Regions from separate parts of the Arachis hypogaea genome. Here region 2 is linked to region 1. Evidence: chromatin contacts called from public Hi-C data. All regions are on one chromosome and are shown on one strand. The core of a region is the stretch at or near the end of the contact, and the rest is flanking DNA. Distances in the headings are between cores, read along the strand shown. Region 1 has its middle 31 kb from the start of LOC112803247. Region 2 holds the start of LOC112800701 (cholesterol 22-monohydroxylase CYP90B51).

Region 1 (5,831 bases), core at 2,517-5,016:
TTAGATATTAGAATAATCATATTAATTAATTTTATAATAAAATTAATATTTATTTATTAAAATAAAAATAACATATAAAAATTAATAAAATATATTTTATATTGAAAATAAGAAATATAAATTATATATATAAGAGTATTTAATCAAATATGTTACATTTTTTAAAATTTTAAATATTAACGTAAAAATGTTAATTTAGTATTTTTTTATATCGTATTTTTATTTTAATACTTTCAATAATCTTATTCTTAATATTATTTTAGAATCTAACGTTTATGATTTTATTAATATCTATAATTAATTTTTTATTTAATTTATTTTTTTTAATGGGATCATAATCTATATTATAAAAAAATTACAATAAAAAATTGTATGTACTAGAATTATAATTATAAAAAAGAATAATAAAAATAATAAAATTAAATATTTATCTTGGTAGTGATGAAAACAAATCTAAAAATTTTTGATAATATATTTTATATAATATATTTTTAATTCTTTTAATCCTCTTTTTTAGTACCTATAGTTTTTTACTATTATTATTATTTATGGTTAATTTTTTGTTTAATTTATTTTACCTAATGGGATCAATAAATCATATTATAAAAAAATAATAAATATAATATACAAAAATCACAATTATAAGAGTGTATAATATAAAATAAAAATTTAACAAAAAAATAAAAATAATAAATAACAAAAAAAAGAGAGCTCATATAAAGAGAAATAATAAGAATTTTATAAATAATACAATAACATTTCTAAAGGATAAAATTGGTAAAGAAAAAATAGATATTTAGTGTAAATGGCAAAAAGGCCGTTAGTGAAACGCAAAAGTTAGAAATGGCTGTTTCTGGTCAACGTGATTTTGACTACAAAATCACTTTTGCGTTTACCAAATAAAAAATTAGCCAAACAAAAAATTAAAACTTTTAATAAGTTTAAACGTACTTTTTTTCTTTAAACAAGTTTGCCAAACACACCCTTAATAATTATCACGCTAGACTTTTTAACGAGTATTTAATGTAACAACTAAAATATTTTTAACTCAATTTTTTCTCTACGCAGTCTCAAAAATTGTAATCCTAATTTTACTTAAAGATTTGAAAGGTTTTTAAAAAACATAGTTAAGATAAAAAAATTTAATTATCACATCAAATACTTTTTAGAGAGTTTAACATAATAACTAATAAATTAATTTGAGTTATAAAACATAATAAAAAATTAATTTGAGTTATAAATGTCAAATTAAGAGACTAAATTAAATAAATTAAAATTTTGATGATTAAATTGAGGTACGAACTTAGAAACCAATACAAACATTAACTCTTTTTTTTTTAATAGATGAAATCGAATGAAAATCACATATAATAGGTTAACTAAAGAAGGTTAAAATACGAAATTGAAGTGATAAGATATATTATTGAAAAATGGAAAATTAAGTGGAGGGCAGTGGGGTTGAAGTGGTCAAAGGCAGTGAGTGGAAATTAAAGAAGAGGCGCTTGTAAGGCCATGATTAGATTTGAGCTGAAGGAATCAAGAATGGTGCGGCCACGTTTGGAAGCAGAGCCGCGCGTGAGCAATGATTGAGGGCCCTGTCTTTGGTTTGCTAAACTCATGAATCATGGTGGCCATGCAGGAACAGGACCCCACCCTTTAACCCCATGCTTCACGAGCCACTCACACAATCCAAAATTGCTTCTTCTGCTCCTCATCAGATATATCTCAGTACTTCTCCTGCCTTGAACTTTGTAACTTTGAAGCTTAATTTGTTTGTTTTTGTTTCTGTTTCCCCTCCTTCCAACTGCTTCCCGCCCCTCTTTAATTTCTGTCCATTCTGGACCATTAATTACTATTACCTCTTTAATTATTCAATTCAAGTCAAACACCTACCATTGTCCCTAGCACCTAGCTACTCACTACTTACATGCATCATGCATGCACCTCTTTCTGCTATCAATTTAATTAATATTTATTCTCTCAAAATTAATAATAAAAAATATAAATTAATGTATTTATTATATATTTATTAAAATAAAAAATTTTAAAATTTATTAACAATAATTTTAATATATATCTTTAAGATATATAATAATTAAAATACGTTTGGTTTATATTTATATTTTTTATTTTTAAAATTAAAAAATGAACAAAAAATAAAAATAAAAATAAAAATATAGTTTTATAGTTGTTATTATTTTTTTACAAAATTTTATAAACAGAAAATATTAAAAATAAAAATACAAATTATATGCATTCTTAATTTTCTGCTATATATTTCTAATTAATTTTGCTTTATGCATCTTCTCTTGGTCAGTGGCTAAAGTTCTACAATACGGTAAAATATTTTAAATAAAGTTAATTAATTAAGGATGTATTTAGAAATTACGTTAAAAAAAAAAGTAGTGCATTTTAGTGTGTTAAACGTTCTATTTTTATATTTGATAACTTTTAAATTCTTTGAACACAAAAGTATTTCCATGAATACACGTTTACGTGAAGCTAAAAGTTGTAACTTTTATGTTCGTGTTAATAGTGACTAATTACCGTTAAAAAATTAAGTAAAAAATTTTTTTCTATCTATCTTATTCTTTATTTTCTTCTATAAAAATAATACAAATAATTATATACTTTCACATTAGTTCTTTGCGGTTTTTCGTTCCAAATTTTTTTTCATCAAGATCTTTTAAATTTGTTTTTAGGTAAATATTTTAGTTTTTAATTGTTTTTAGTACTTTCTTCTATATTTTAATTTTTATATTTTTTATTATATTTTTTTATTTATATAATAAATATTTTTTATATTATTTTTTTAGAGTTCTGATGTTATATTTTTAAAATTTATACTACTTCCTAGTTTATATAAGTTTTTTTATTATTTATTATATTATTTTTTATATGTATATTTTTTATGAAGTCTTTTTTTATTTTTATTTGGTTTTATTTGTATAATTTTTTATTTTTATTGTATTTTTTTATTTATATAACAAATATTATTGATATAAATTCTTATTTTTATTAATTTTTATGGTATTTTTATTGTTTATTAATATAAATTTTTTTATTGTATTATATTTATGTTGTGTACAAAATTTTTTATTTTTTTATTTAATTTTATTCATATAAATTTTATTTATCTTTTATTGTAATTTTTTTGCTTATATAATATATATGGTTGGTTTTATAAATTTTTTATTATTTTTTTGTATGAGTTTTTTTTATTTTTTACTGTATTTTATTTTTATTTTGTATAAAAAAAATTATTTTTTATTCGATTTTATAAAATTTATAAATAAGATCTATTTAAATATCTAAAATAAAAAGATAGAATTATATAAAAAATTATTTAAATTAATATCTCTTTTAATAATTATTTAAAAATAATTTTAAATAGTATAATTTAAATAATATTTATTTTATTATAATCTATTTTAATATAAAAATTATTAAATATAAATTATATTAATATAAACTTATTTTTTATTAAAATTAAATTTATAAAATTAATTTTATACAAATTTATTTTTGTAAACGGTAATTCAAATACTCACGAAATTATAAATAACGTGGGTGGTGAGGTTTGCATGCCTCCGTTATTTATATACGAGAAGATTATTAATATCTTCTACATTTATGATTGTGTGTCCCACAATCAAACTTATACATGTATGAATTGAACAAGCTAAGATTGGTTTCCCATACGTAGTGTATTTGGTCAATTACTAGTTACTACCAACTACAAATAACTAACAAACTAAGCTGGTAAGAACTAGAACGAGATAATGCTATATAGTAGTTAAATAAATCCGTACACAGTAACGTCATGGCATGCGCACTTGTCGTTTCCCTGCAAAAGGAATATAAATGTCACAGCAAAACTATATACTATTTCTCTTTTTTCTTTTTTCTCCTATCTTTGGTGATATGTATTAACTAAACTCACACGTGGGTTCTCCCCATTTCTTTAGTCTGCCATGCACATCATTTATAGTTTCCTTTTTCTTGGTTTGGTTGTTTGACTCTTCATCTAATTAATAGCTGGCCCCCTTTGGTCACAACTATACATTGCATGCGTGTTGACTGGGGAACTAATCGGCAACCACTCAAATCCAACGGTACAGAAAAGGATATGCATATATTTTTTTAATTTGCTTCATAATCTTTAATATGAAACCGGAAATTATTTTTAATATAAAAATAGAGATAATATTTTGTTTGAATATTAAAATTTGAAGTGTGTATTATAAACAAACGGAGGATGCTTTCATAATTCATAAAGACGTGTAAAATGTTTTTATAATGTTTTTTTATAAAGATATTTATGTATCACATTATTATTAGACGTATTAATAAATCAGTTATTTTTAAATTTTTAAAAAAATAAGAATAAAACCGATTTTTTATAACAATAACAATAAACTAATTGTTATCAGATTTGGTCGAACCGACTAATTTTTTGGATTATGATTTTTTTAAAACAAAAATCAGGGATATAGTTGTCTTTTTATAAAAAATTTAAATATGGTTTGATTTAAATTGTGTAAATCGATTGGATCAAATCGGATTTAATAATTATAATGGGAATAATTAGATTTATTATTGTTGCTATAATAAACTGATTTTATTCTAATTTATTAAAAAATAAATTATTAATCGGTTTAACAAAGATGTTCAATAATATCATGATACATGTAAACATCTTTAAAAGAAAGACATTTTTTATGTCTTTATCGAAATGGTCTCCTAAACATTATTCAACACATTTTTTTTGTATTAATCAAAATATTGCCATGTAGGCAATACACCCCCACATATTGACTTTTTTTTTACAAAATTTACTCACCACCTGTAGTTACATTAATAAAATTATCAATATTATTTTCAATAAAAAAATAGCCATATGAAACACATTGAACTTTTTTAAGAAAGAAAAACATAGTAACATACAATGTAATAGTACTACTAGGACTTCTCTTTTCTTATTTGTTATTATATTAAAGATAAGAGAACATGGTCTTATTAGATTAGATTATATTCCAAGTATTGTAATCTTGCTACATAGGTAATTAAGAGACCATGACGACTCACGAACATTAATGTGTAAAACTAAGTCATTAAGGATCCCGTTAGGGAGACAATGAATTATTTGTACAATGTGTACAATGGTTATTAAGTTATGAAATGAACATCTTCTATACTATTTAGAATAATCATCCGAGTACAAGCGATAATAAACATCTTTTTGAAAAATTAGTTTAATTTTTGAGTTCACCAAGGATCGAATTCTTGACCTTTCGGATCTAGCACTTTAATACCATGTCATAATACAACTCATCCCAAAAGCTTCAACTGATGAAAAAATGTAACACTAATAATTATATCTCTAATACTCTATAAACCTTCAGTGTACACATTGTATAAATATTTCATTGGCTCCTCATACTTTCCCTTTTTATTTATGTCAAGTATTCCCGACTTTAATTTAAAGCTAACTACGTAAGATCCATGGAACGTGTGTAAGGATACTTACAAAATCTTTTATACATATATGTATCACTTACCTAGAAAAAACGATATTTTTCTTTTGATAGTATGAAGCTTAACTGCAGCTTACTATGCAAGTTAATTAACTCAAAAGAAAGAAAGAAAGAAAAAAACAAGGCCAAATGCGTTCGTGCATGTTTGTATAAAAGATTAAGTGATTAACTAAATTTTATTCTTAAACGATGTGAAACTAACAATATTATATTGCAACTTCCACGTAAGATAATAATCATAATTAGAATACACGTTTGCATGTTGACCATCGATGCAACAAATTTTTTTCTAAT
Region 2 (5,693 bases), core at 2,219-4,718, 40 kb after region 1:
AAAATTTGATCAGAGTCTCGTGCTGATAACGTGTTGTAAAATAAATAAAAGATATATTAAATATAAAATAAAGATGTATAAATATAATACTCTAGCATTAAAATAATTAGCTCAATAATGATTTGTATATATATAATAATATTATATGTTGTAATGTGTATATATATAAAGATAGAAAGGAGTATAAAAAGTAAAAAGAGAGAAAATTGCATTTGTTTATAATAAGAGAAAGAAAGAATATTTTTATTGTTGTTGTTATCTCTCTTGTGCATCAGATCATGCCCATTTTATAGGCTAACGAAAGCATTTCATTAATTTTATTTTGTTTTGAAAAGCTATCCTTCAATATAGGAAAAGTCAGCCACCCAAATTCATAAATAGACATTTAATTTGTTTTTATCCTAATAATTTTTTTTATTATTTAATCATTTTCTTACGTAATTAAGCCCTTGTGAAGGCACAAATTCTATAAAATGGATAGAGGAATAAAGGGGGTACATATAACTTTTTATGATTATTCACTATTCAAAATCCTACTAACTCATTCAAGTATGAAAGTGTCTATATAGATACTCAAGGACCAACTGAAATTTTCAGATTCTTTGTTGGTAAATTTATTTGAGTTTATTAAACTGATGAACAATGTTTTCTTATGATTTCTTAATTTATCTTCTTAAAGCATGAGTTAATAAAACTCTTAAAAGCAATTTTATTTTAGTTTAAGTCTTATAAAGTATTATATAAATATTTGTAGGATTATATATCATAAAATTTGATTTAAAATTTTGTAAAATTTGTTATATATTTGATTTTATTTTAATTTAAAATTAAACTATTTTTAATTATTTAAAAAATCAGAAGAAAAAAAATATAAATGTAAAGATTGAGAATTTTGTGTATTTAGATCGAAAGAAAAATTAGAACTTTATAAATAGAGAACTTACGAGTTAAATTGACTTGTATTAATTTTTTTATTAAATTGATAAAAAATAAAAAAAATAGAATAATAAAATGTAAAAGTATAATTGAGTACATCTAGTTTATTTGAATATATTTTGATTGAATCTTTGTTGTAAAATTTTAATAATATTATTAGAATATTCATTTAATGAGTTTAATATATTATATAAATAACAACATATCATTTAAAGATAATATTTAATACAACTTTTAATTTTAAATTATTTTTAATTAAGATTAAAAATGACACTTAAAAATTTGATCCCAGCTGCTCTTAGTATAATTGATTTTTTTATCGGTTAATATCTCTTCTCTTAATCACAATTTTTTCTTAAAATTTAGGAAGTAATTAAAGTTGTCTGGATCATCAGACCCGTATTAAATTATTAATTGTTGTTGGTTATATTTTCGAAAATGTGGTAACTGGGAAAACACACTAATAAGCCTATATCACTTCCTGTACAACCCTCGTTTTACCTTTCTATCTGCCTTCCAATGGGGTGGAAGATTAAGCATAGGAAAACAAAATTAAGAAAGAAATGAATAAAGGAAAAGGCAAGTGTATTAATGAGTTTCTGAATGCCTCTCAATTCAACCAATCTCTGAATATGTGTTACTTTTAGATTGAATAAACATTTAAACAGAGCTGATTAATGAATTTGGTAGAAGGTTTTTAAAAAATATCTGTACTTTTCTAAGCATTATTTTTATTTTGTATTTAATAAATTAAAAAATATATATATATATTTTAAAAATAAAATAATTTTAAAAATAATTAAAATAGAATTTTTTAAAATTATCTTATATTCACTAAAATTAAAAAAATTGATTTAATTTTATATATTAATTATTTTTAAAATTTAATTTTTATATTCATGTCTATTATAAAATTTGTTTGGATAAAATCTTTTTAGAAAAATTTGTCAAGTAATTTTTTAAAAGATTTTTAAAAAATAAAAATAATTTTATATTTAAATATTTTATACAAAAATATTTTTTATTTAATAATTATATTTGGATATAATAATATAAAAATAATTTTTTATTTATTTATCATGTTAAAAATATTTTTTAAGTAAAATATATATTTTAAAAAATATAAATTATAGATTTCAACAAAAATATTTTTTATTTTTTTGTACTTTTATTTTTACTATTAAAATTTTGTCAAACACATTAAGTATTTGGTTGGGTACCATTAAGTTAATAAAAAAAAATATTTGTTCAGTACAAATTTTTTTTTTAATTTTTTAACGTGTTTGATAAATTTGTAGTAATAAAAATAAAAATATTAGAAAAATAAAAAATATCTTTTTTAAGAAGTACAATTTATAAGTTTATTTGGATGAGCTTCTAATAAAAGATCTTTTTCGAATTATCTCTTTTTAAAAGATCATTTAAAATATAAAAATAATTTTATGTTTGGATATCTCATTAAAAAAGATATTTTTATCTATCAATTATGTTTAGGTACAATAATATAAAAGTACTCTTTTGTTTATTCATGATGCGAAAAATATATTTTTTAAGAAAATAAATCTTCCTAAAAAAAATGTGAATTGTAACTTCTCAAAATAGATATTTTCAAGTGCTTTTATTTTTACTTTTAAAGATTTGTCAAATACGTTAAAAAAATTTATTGAAAAAATATTTTTCTATCAACTTAATGGCACTAAAACAAGTATTGTATTGAAAAAAGTAATCTTTACATAAAAAATAAAGAAATAACTACTTTTATATTATTGTACTCAAACATAATTGATAGATAAAAAAATAACTTTATATAAAATATTCAAATATAAAATTTCTTTTACTTTTTTAAAAAATCTTAAAAAATAACTCAAATTTTTTCTTTAAAAACTCACCAAAACAAGTTCTAAGTGCTTATTTAGATGCCATTAAATTAGTAAAAAAGATATTTTTTAATAAAACAAGATTTTTTTTGTATGTTTGACAAAATTTTAGTAGTAAAATTAAAAATACTAAAAAATTAAAAAATATTTTTTTTGAAGTTACAATTTATATTTTTTAAAAGATCTTTTTTACTTAATTTTTTTTAATAGGTAGTTGTATATTACAATATAAAATAGAGAAATATTAGATAATAAATTATTTTTATAATGAAGTTTAATAAAGTCTTTTTCTTCTTGTTATATTTTTTATTTTAATTTATTTTTATTATGTCAATAAATTATTAGCCTAATTTGATTAAAATTAATTATCAAAATAATTTGATCATATAATAATACCATATAATATATAGATAAAAATGAGTTAAACAAAATTTATATTTATACATAAATATTGGATGAGAGTCTTTTAGTCTGTATATAATATTTTTTATATAATAATAAAAGATAAGAAAAGTAGCACATTTAAAAAGAGTATTTTATAATCACTTTAGGTTACATTTTGTTAATATAGATAACAAATACTTTTGAAGTGATTAATGAAATTAAAGAGAAATAGAGAGGAGCATAAAGAAAAACAAAACTTGTAAAGAGGATTGTTTTCCAAAGTGTAAAGCCAATTTTGTTGGTACTTTCCGCTGTTTTCGCTTAAAGACAGAAAGAGGAGGAGGCTTATAAAAGCAGGGTATTGGCTTCACAACTTTGATTCATAATTAACCAAACCCACCTGCGTACTACTACTTACCTTTGGTCATTTTATAACGCCACAAAATAGAACCTCCTTTTCAGCATATGTAAAGACAACGCCTTTTTCTTCTCTTTTCTCTTTTCTTTTTTCTTACAGGAAACTGGCACAGCACACGAGTCACAACAATTTATTTGCTTTAAACAGAGAGAGAGAAAAGAGAGGGAAAGAGGTTTCAGAAACACACACACACAAACACAAAGCTCAGACACGATTATAGTAGCTACCTCCATCCATGTCTGACTCACATCTAACTTTCTTTTCTCTTTCTTCTTCCATTCTTGCTCTTCTTCTCATCTTCATTTTCATCTTCAAGAGGAAGCAAACCAAACCCAAGCTCAACCTTCCACCCGGTAAAATGGGCTGGCCCTTTCTTGGTGAAACCATTGGTTACTTGAAGCCTTATTCTGCTACCACCATAGGAGAATTCATGGACCAACACATAGCAAGGTAACAACAATAACAGAAACAACATCATCTTAATTAATTAGCAGAAACACAAACATCTTAATTCACTTGTGTATGTGTATGTGCAGGTATGGTAAAATTTACAAGTCGAAATTGTTTGGTGAGCCAGCAATAGTGTCAGCAGATGCAGGGTTGAATAGGTTCATATTGCAAAACGAAGGGAAATTGTTTGAGTGCAGTTACCCGAGAAGCATTGGTGGAATACTTGGGAAATGGTCGATGTTGGTTTTGGTTGGTGACATGCATAGGGACATGAGGGCCATTTCACTAAACTTCCTCAGCCATGGCAGGCTCAGAACACATCTCTTGAAGGAGGTTGAGAACCACACCCTTCTTGTTCTTAACTCCTGGAAACACAATTCCACCTTCTCTGCTCAAGATGAAGCCAAAAGGGTAACTAACTAACTAATTCTTTCTCTTCTTCTGCAAAACCAACTGTTGGATTAATTAATCAATTGAATTGCAGTTCACCTTCAATTTGATGGCCAAACACATCATGAGCTTGGATCCTGGGAATGTTGAGACAGAAAAACTAAAAGAGGAGTATATCACTTTCATGAAGGGTGTTGTTTCTGCGCCATTGAATTTACCCGGAACTGCATATAGAAGAGCATTAAAGGTAACAATAATGCTAATTGATGATGCTAATTTCCTAATGAATATACTACTTAATTTGATTTGATTTGATTTTGTTTTGAACAGTCGAGGTCCACCATACTCAAGTTCATAGAAGCGAAAATGACCGAAAGAGTGAGAAAGATGGAAGAAGGAAATGAGAGCTTGGAGGAAGATGATCTTCTAGGATGGGTTTTGAAGCATTCAAATCTCTCAACAGAGCAGATTCTGGACTTGGTTCTGAGTTTGCTCTTTGCTGGCCATGAAACTTCGTCAGTAGCTATAGCACTTGCCATTTATTTCTTACCCGGTTGTCCTCAAGCCATGGAACAGTTAAGGGTAAGAAAGTACCATCCATGATTATATATGCTACATGGAATATTCAATATTCAATGTTAGTGTTTCTAATCAGGTCAATACTTGTAACATAGTTTGGCATATTGATATGGATTTTATGATACTTTGTGCAAAAAAACAGGAAGAACACAGCGAAATCGCCAGAGCTAAGAAACAAGCAGGGGAGGTTGAACTCACTTGGGATGACTACAAAAGAATGGAATTTACCCACTGTGTAAGTTACCTATCTATGTCATATAATAATATATAGTATTCGGCTTTTGCAGCTATCATTATTTTATTTGATGCGATGATGTAGCCCTTGGAACTGTTTAATGCATAATATAAATATAAATATGGTTATGTGGATGAAGGTTGTGAACGAGACACTTCGGTTGGGAAATGTTGTGAGGTACCTTCACAGGAAGGCGCTTAAAGACGTTCGGTACAAAGGTACATTGATTGATTTATTTTATTAGTTATTTAAATGAGTTTAGTAGTGGAAAAGAGAAAAGCAAAGGGGAAGGGGGGTTTTGATTTGAGTGAGTATTGAAAAGAAAATGTGTTGTGTTGAAAGGTTATGACATTCCATGTGGGTGGAAAGTCCTTCCGGTGATTGCAGCTGTGCATCTGGATCCTTCACTTTTTGACCAACCTCA

What was found. A called contact is a pair of places that touch in the nucleus more often than the background predicts.
Region 2: a Hi-C map of an unstated tissue shows a contact between it and region 1, with 2.7 times the contacts expected there. The contact joins the promoter of LOC112800701 here to the enhancer-like site in region 1. A contact is called at or near these places in 3 of 8 Hi-C or Micro-C datasets (leaf and an unstated tissue).

Annotation. Positions count from the first base shown.
Region 1 is chr5:10,321,720-10,327,550 of arahy.Tifrunner.gnm2.J5K5, forward strand. No RefSeq gene overlaps it. Among protein-coding and RNA genes, the nearest start is that of LOC112803247, 31 kb to the left of the region's middle. Within about 2 kb of position 3,767, at least 2 of the 3 cell types and tissues checked have open chromatin away from gene starts, as enhancers often do.
Region 2 is chr5:10,362,383-10,368,075 of arahy.Tifrunner.gnm2.J5K5, forward strand. LOC112800701 (cholesterol 22-monohydroxylase CYP90B51) reads left to right here and starts at 3,469. Exons shown (of 8, transcript XM_025843065.3): 1 at 3,469-4,065; 2 at 4,152-4,476; 3 at 4,550-4,702; 4 at 4,786-5,037; 5 at 5,177-5,269; 6 at 5,409-5,487; 7 at 5,612-5,693. The coding sequence starts at 3,851.